Linked DNA regions of Ovis aries: region 1 is linked to region 2. The links are chromatin contacts, called in public Hi-C maps. All regions are on one chromosome and are shown on one strand. The core of a region is the stretch at or near the end of the contact, and the rest is flanking DNA. Distances in the headings are between cores, read along the strand shown.

What was found. Hi-C and Micro-C count contacts between places; a contact is called where the count stands out from the background.
Region 1: a contact with region 2 is called in a Hi-C map of muscle, with 4 times the contacts expected there. The contact joins two enhancer-like sites. A contact is called at or near these places in 5 of 16 Hi-C or Micro-C datasets (hypothalamus, mesenteric adipose tissue, mixed tissues and 2 more).

What each region holds. Positions count from the first base shown.
Region 1 is chr7:63,723,645-63,727,108 of ARS-UI_Ramb_v3.0, reverse strand. No RefSeq gene overlaps it. Among named protein-coding and RNA genes, the nearest start is that of FERMT2, 7.6 kb to the right of the region's middle. Within about 2 kb of position 2,193, at least 4 of the 54 cell types and tissues checked have an H3K27ac peak or open chromatin away from gene starts, as enhancers often do.
Region 2 is chr7:63,618,764-63,622,488 of ARS-UI_Ramb_v3.0, reverse strand. No RefSeq gene overlaps it. Among named protein-coding and RNA genes, the nearest start is that of FERMT2, 97 kb to the left of the region's middle. Within about 2 kb of position 1,783, at least 7 of the 54 cell types and tissues checked have an H3K27ac peak or open chromatin away from gene starts, as enhancers often do.

The DNA.
Region 1 (3,464 bases), core at 944-3,443, 100 kb before region 2:
AGGGATGGCATACATTAACCAAATCATACAAATATCTAATTGTAAACTGTGAGCAGTGCTGTGATATGAAAGATGAGGACTTAAAAACAGCCTGCAGCAGAGTAAACCAGTTTAGTCTGGGAATGAAGGAAAGCTTCCCTTACATGGGGTATTTGCACTTGTGTATCTTAGTCTGCATTTTCTCAAATGCAGACCCTAAGACAAGGGTTTGGGCACAAGTGACTTATTTAAGAGTGAAAGAAAATTTCATGGACCAGAGCCTGGCAGGCTACAGTCATGGGGGTCACAAAGAGTCGGGCATGACTTAGCAACCAAGCACGCACGTGTAACTTACTGAAGAGTTAATGAGTAGGTTAAGCAAGGAAGACTTTTCTATTAAAAAGGAAGGAAGGGCCAGGAAAATATGGTGTGACAGGAAGCAAGGGAAATGTTGCAAGGAGAAAGTGATCGCCAATGTTAAGAACTGCCAATAAATCAAGACGAGGGTTAAAAATGCCTTTTGAGTTTAGTGACATGGAGGCAATTCTGACAACATGAGCCACTTCAGTGAAGTAAGGAGGCAGACACAAGAATGAGATGGGTTCAGTAGTAGAAGAGTAGTAAGGAAAGGAACACAAAATGTTCTCTGACTGGAGACAGTGAGCAGAGGACAGCCATTTAAGCCATCATTGTAAGGAGTTCCATTTTACTCTGAGCACAGTGGAAAGCTGTTGATGTTTCTAAGAGAAGAGTAAATCTTATGATTTACATATTTAGAGGATCATTCTAAGTACTCTGTATGAAATGGACTGGAGAGGGGAAGAGTGGAGAGACCACTTAGGAGGCTCTTAAGTAAATAACCCAACTGAGAAGCTGGTGGGCAGCCCCAGGATGGTGATGGTGAAGTTGTAGAGAGCTGGATGAATTCAGGATCTATTTTACAGATGGACTTAGCATGTTCTTAGTCACTGGAGTAGTGGTGGTGAAGGAATGTGGAAAACCCAGCTTTTAGGCTCAGCAAACAGATGAATGATGGTGCCATTTACTGAGATGGGAAACTCTGCAGCGGGAATAGATATTGAAGGAAAGTCAGTGTCAATTGCACACATGAGTGTGCAATATTTTTTATGCATGAATGTCTAAGTCTGGAGCTCCAAGGACAGATCTGGGCTAGAGACGTGGAATCATCAGCATAGAGACAACATTTTAAGTCTCAAAGCAGAAGAAGGTAGGTAAGAGAGAGAATGCATATAGAAAAGAAAAGAGGTCCCAGGTTGAATTTAGGGCTTGGCTAGAGGCTAAGGAGCCAGCAAGGGAGACTGAAAAAAGAAGACAGAAAGGTAGAACGAAAATAAGGAGATGGTGATTTCCAGAGTCCAAGAGGAGCAAGAAATCAGAAAGAGAGCAGACAGCATCTAATGCTGCTGAAAGTCTGAGTGAGAAGAAGATGGAAAAGGCACTGCATGTTTTGCAACAGAGAAGTCATGAGTGTCAGTGGAGAGGTGATCAGAGAGACTAATTTGAGGGTGAATTAAAAAGTAATTTAGACTCGAGGAAATAGATATGTTGCACATAAGTATCTCATATAAGTGGTTTTGTGTTCAAGGGGACCACAGCAGGATGGGTAGTGGAGGGATATATGTCATCAAGAAAGACCTTCTTCTTTCTTTAAATGAAAAATGGTAGAGGCATCCCAGGTGGCACAAGTGGTAAAGAACCCACCTACCAGTGCAGGAGACGCAAAAGACGGGTTCAATCCCTGGGTTGGGAAGATCCCCCAGAGTATGAAACGGCAGCCCACTCCAGTATTCTTGCCTGGAGAATGCTATGGATAGAGGAGCCTGGCATGCTACAGTCCATAAGGTCGAAGAGTCCGATAAGACTGAGCAACTAAGCACAAAGCACAGCATGGAGTTGGTCTACATGGTGATGGCAATGATTTGAAGCAAGCGGAGAATTAGAGGAAGCAGGAGAAACTGCTCATGCGGGAATAGTGTGGATATCTCCAAGAGCACAGTCCTAAAAAAGAAATGAGATCCCAAAATGAAGAGTTTATATTTTCACAGATGCATTTTTTTTCCATTTGCTCACTAATTTCATAATGAAATTTATGTTGAATTTTAATTCAACGGGGAGAAAATATTTGCAGTGACACCTCCCAGACACCAGGTGGTGATGTTCAGCTGTGGTCAATTCTCTGTCACCTGAGCACCTGTTTAGGAACAAGTGGATAAAAACAATTTTGTCCTTCCAAGTTGAACTGAGTTGGCCTCAGGGCAACTGGAATTGTGGGTGACTTTCTGGTTTGGCTCTTTTAGTGGAATTGCAACTCCTAGTTTGGGAAGAATAGAGGGTTTATGCATTTGAAGAGAGCATTGTGATACAAAGCACAAAGGGGAGGGATCCTTCCTCCAAATGGGGTTGGGAGTCAGCAATTTACCTGCCACTAAAAACAGGGCGGAACTGGCTAGAGAGTAAATAACACTGAAAATCAGGGAGGAGCCTAGTGTGTTCATTAACAGGGAAACACTTATCAAGTGGGAGTTTTTGCTGTGTTGCAGGAATTGACTGCAGAAGGCAGCTGTGGGGGTTGACCTCCTGACCTGTAGCCTTCCAGTGACTCACACGTGACAGCTATACTGTCCTCAGGCCAGCTGACCCCCTGCAGCATCTCTGGAGCAGGAAAGTTGGCATCTGTACTGCTACCACTGGTTTTCGCTTACAGGCCTCTGAATTTCTGTCCTTGTCGTACTGAAATAATCTCTTAATCACATCCTTCCTTTCTTACATCCTGGCCCCAATCTGACCTCCTGGGAGGGCGTCCATCCGAGTAGCACAATAACTCAGCCAGCCCCACCCTCTTCTTGACTAATATAGACATTATTTATTTAAATAAGTTTATGCACCAATTTGCTGTATCCTGCCATGCGTTTCCGCTCTTATAAGGTGGTTAGAACCTTCCAATAAACCAGTTCTATCCTTGCAAGTTTGTGAGTCTGTATTCTGTCTTGGCAAGGGCTGCTCCTATTCCCCCTGAAGCTTTGGTAATCCCAGATAATCCCAGAGGTAATTTGGTTTTGGTGTTAAGCAACCAGTTCCCTCTTATGTCTTCCATGGTCTTTATGAATGCTCAGGTCCCCTTTGTTTTGAAAAAGCATCTTTGCTCCTGTGGCACCTCCAAATTACCATCCTATTTCTTGCTTTCCTTTTATTGATAAACGTCCCTTTCTTTAACTGTCTGAACCCTGTCTTCAGTGGGTTAGCTGGAAAGTGATCTCTCCAAGGTGAGCAATGATTCTCACCAGACTCGTCTTCTTTTGGCAGTCTATTCTCCTGGACTTCTCGGCATCACTTGATACTGCTGACCACCTTTCCTTCTTGGAATGGCTTCTTTCTTTGTTTTGGTTGGCATGACACTGGACTAACTTGATTCTTTTCCCTACTCTGATCCTTTCTTCTCTGTTGCCTTAGACGTCTCTTCTTGC
Region 2 (3,725 bases), core at 534-3,033:
TATCAAACCCGGCTCGTGCCAACCCACCAAGCACATTTTGTGTGAGTGAGAAATAAACCTTTACAGTTTTAAATGATAAAAAAGCAGCAGTTGTGTGTTACTACAACATAACGTAGCCTGCGGGCTTCCCCAGTGGCTCAGACGGTAAAGAATCTGCCTGCAATGCAGGAGACCCACATTCCATCCCTGGGTGTTGAAAATCCCCTGGAGAAGGGAATGGCAACCCACTTCAGTATTCTTGCCTGGAGAATCCCATGGACAGAGGAACCTGGGAGGCTGCAGTCCATGGGATCACAAAGAATTGGACATGACTGAGCAACTAACACAATGTAGCCTGACCTGAATGACAGAAAAAAAGAGGATGTTTTTTGCAGTGGGATGATAGCTGCTTTATCTTCTTTCTTATCTTTTTTGTATTTCTAATTTTTAAATTAATTTTTAAAATCAATTTTGTTCTCTCCTACGAATGAGTGTGTTTTTTGTAATAAGGAAATAATCTAGAAAATTTTATTTTTAAGTTGATCTGATTCTTCCATTTGACTCTGGAACATAGAACTAAAAACTCCTAAGTCTCCCTGGATCCAGTTTAACAACAAATTGCTTGGCTGCACTGGGTGAAGATGGTGCATAGTGGGCAGAGGCCTGGAAGCTGTCAGGCCCCTGAAAATCATCGGCCCACCCTCTGATCCTGCTGGCCCAGAAGGGAAGTCCCTGGGCTTTGCAGAGCAATCCAGTGTCTATTACCTGCCAAGCACAAGTCTGAGAAGGGCCTCTTCCCTCTCAGATAAATGGTACCAGAGCCCCTATGCCCCTCGCTGCAGTGGAAAAAACAATTTACCACACAAGACAAAGCTGCTCTCCACCAGCCTCAACCCTCATCCTTGCTGGGATCAAGTTCCTCATTTCCCAACTATGACATTTGTGTCCTTAACCTGCCTTCAGCAAGAATCCCGTCAAGTCGGTTTAGTAAGTCTCCCCACCTTTGAAGTCTCTCTCCTCTCAGTAATTTCCCATCTAGCTCCCTCTGCTCTTTGGCTATAATCCCCAGTTGTCTATTGTATTTGGAGTTGAATTTCGGCTCTCTTCCCTGCTGCAACGCTCCAACTTACAACAGCCCTGGAAAAGCTTTCCTTACTGTTTAGACAAGTGTTATTCTTTCTTTAACACAAGAGTCATTCTTTCTTTAACACAACAGCAAGAATTTTGGAACTTAAAAATATTTTAGCATTTTAAAGGCAATAATCCCATGGAGCGGGGGAGAGTTCAAAGCTACTGGCAAAATAACCAATAATTTACCCAATCATCTAACTGTGTTCTGGTAATTAAAACCCAACCGTGGCTGAGCCCGTAGGTTCATAACTTTCTAAAATCAAGAAAATTAAAAAAAAAAAAAAATTTAATGCTCACATCCGAGGTCTCCCGAGAGAATGGAAAAGAAATTATTCATGGTGATTTAAAAAGCAGTGCCTGGGGCTTAAAATACTGTTGCAGGCCCTCGAATCCCTAGATCCATTTACTATGTCCACCAATCCACCTCTACCCACCTCCAGCACCTACCCTTGCTGCTCCTGTTGTGAACTGAAAATCAGTTACCCCCTTCCCCTCCCACTCTGTTGAATCCTCAGACCCAGCCCTTGGTTCCTCAGGGCCGTGGCACTGGGCAGAGTTGGCAGCCTCGTCTGGGAAACCGGAGGCGGCTGCTGACGCTAGAGGTAACGCGGGATGCTGGTGCAACACAAGCCTGCTGCTCAGCAGAGAAAACGCCCCAGACGTTGGCGTGTGTCTGTCTGCATGACTCACTGGAGGAGCTGTCTCTCTGGGAGGAAGTGGGGAGCCGCCTCTCAGAATTCCATTTAGGTACGTTAAGGGGTGGAATACCACTTGAAGAAGCTGGAAGCCAGAACTTATCCCAGGGCACACGACTGCTTATGCACCGAGCCAAATGGGTACAGACGCATTCCGTTCCAGGGAAGTGTGGGTGGCTCTCACAAACAGAAAATAACTACCTTTGCTTGCATCATACATAACCTTCTGGGTAGCACGCAAGGCAAAATGGCTTAGATATGCGTCTGGAAACCTTTGATTCATCATAGATGCTTTACCCTTAGTATGGGCGGATCTTTCTTAGCCCCAAGGCTATTCTGGTTTCCAGAGCAAGGGGTGTTGGCTAAATTTGATAACTGAGCCATTTGTCTTAATGAACTTGATTACTAACTTCCTGACCTTGGTTATAGGCCCCAAAATTAGTTGGTCTCTGAATGAGAATGGTATTCAGTTTTTTTAAATGGCCATCATTTTACTCATTAAGTTTTATAAACAAAACAAACAAAAAGTTTTCTTTTTCACTAAACTAATATCTACGGTGGGGGCGGATTTCTGGCTGATAATTAGCTGTTAATCACCTAAACGTGTACAACCCTCCCCAGTCTGCGTCATCATCCATCAAATTTTAATGTTTCTCCTGTTTTAAAAAAATCGTTACTTTCATTGGTCACAAGAATATATTTTTAAATAAATTCTCTATTTTAAAAAAATCTAAAAATTCAGAAATTTACTTGTGCTTCCATTCTATTTGCCAATGACATTTTTCTAAAGTATGACAAGAACTAGCTCTATACTCATCTGCAGCAAGAATCATGCCAAGACGGCGAGTCAGCCAAAGTGAGGAAATTACAGGACTTCCATTTTTGGACAAGAAGGTACCGTGACAGCAATTTTAACTACATGACATTGAATAAAAATGTATTTCAAAGCCAAGAGCTCTCCCAGTTATCTACATTACATCATGTGATTCTTTGTTCCCAATTAACTGTTTAATGTTGTCTGTCTTTCTATATCTAATGGGTTTTTCCCCATCAAATAATATTTTCAGATGAATAGTAATTTAATCAAATGTTCCCCTCTGTTTAAAAAAAAAAAAGAAAGAAAGAAAAAAGCTGGAGCTTGTTATGGGCTAAATCTAGCTTAATTGTATTAGTTTTTTTTTAAGTAAAATATATTAAATAAAGCTGAAGAGAACATATTTTGGAAAAGCCTATTCCCAGAGACTTCAATGTCTTCTCATTAATTTTTTTTTTTAACTCAGGCCCTTAGTTTTCTCTTATGAGTTAATTAACTGAAAACCAGATCTAGTTCTAATTCCCAAACCCAGCTCTAATTGAGAATAAGCTTTAGTCATAGGACCTCAGACACAAAGTCTGTCTTACCCACTGACTATGCCCAGGGCAGAGAAAACCTTGATTAGGAAAGTGTAATAGGGAGAGCAATGGGACATGAAGTGATTCAAGCAGGCATCCCTAGGGTATGTGTTTCATATTCAGAATTCTGTGTGATCCTAATGATGTTCTAGGAGGAAAACTGCATCCTAAATTCATTTATCTCTGACCCTGAGTTTTGCTAAAACTAGCACTAGCTAAGCAACCAATTTCCATGGAAGTTTTGCATTAAAATGGATGGTTCCTATGTCATACATGACAAAGAATTGCTGTGGAAATGTTCCAGATTAGAGAGTCATGATAACTTGATCCTACAGTAAAGAAAAAAAAAAAAATGCTTTAAGCTTTTGCACAGCAAAGGAAACCATAAAGAAAAAGAAAAGATAATCCATAGAATGGGAGAAAATATTTGCAAATAATGGAATAGGCAAGGGATTAGTCTCCAAAATATACAAACAGCTCATACAACTCAATATCAAAAAAACAAACAACCCAATCAAAAAATGGGCA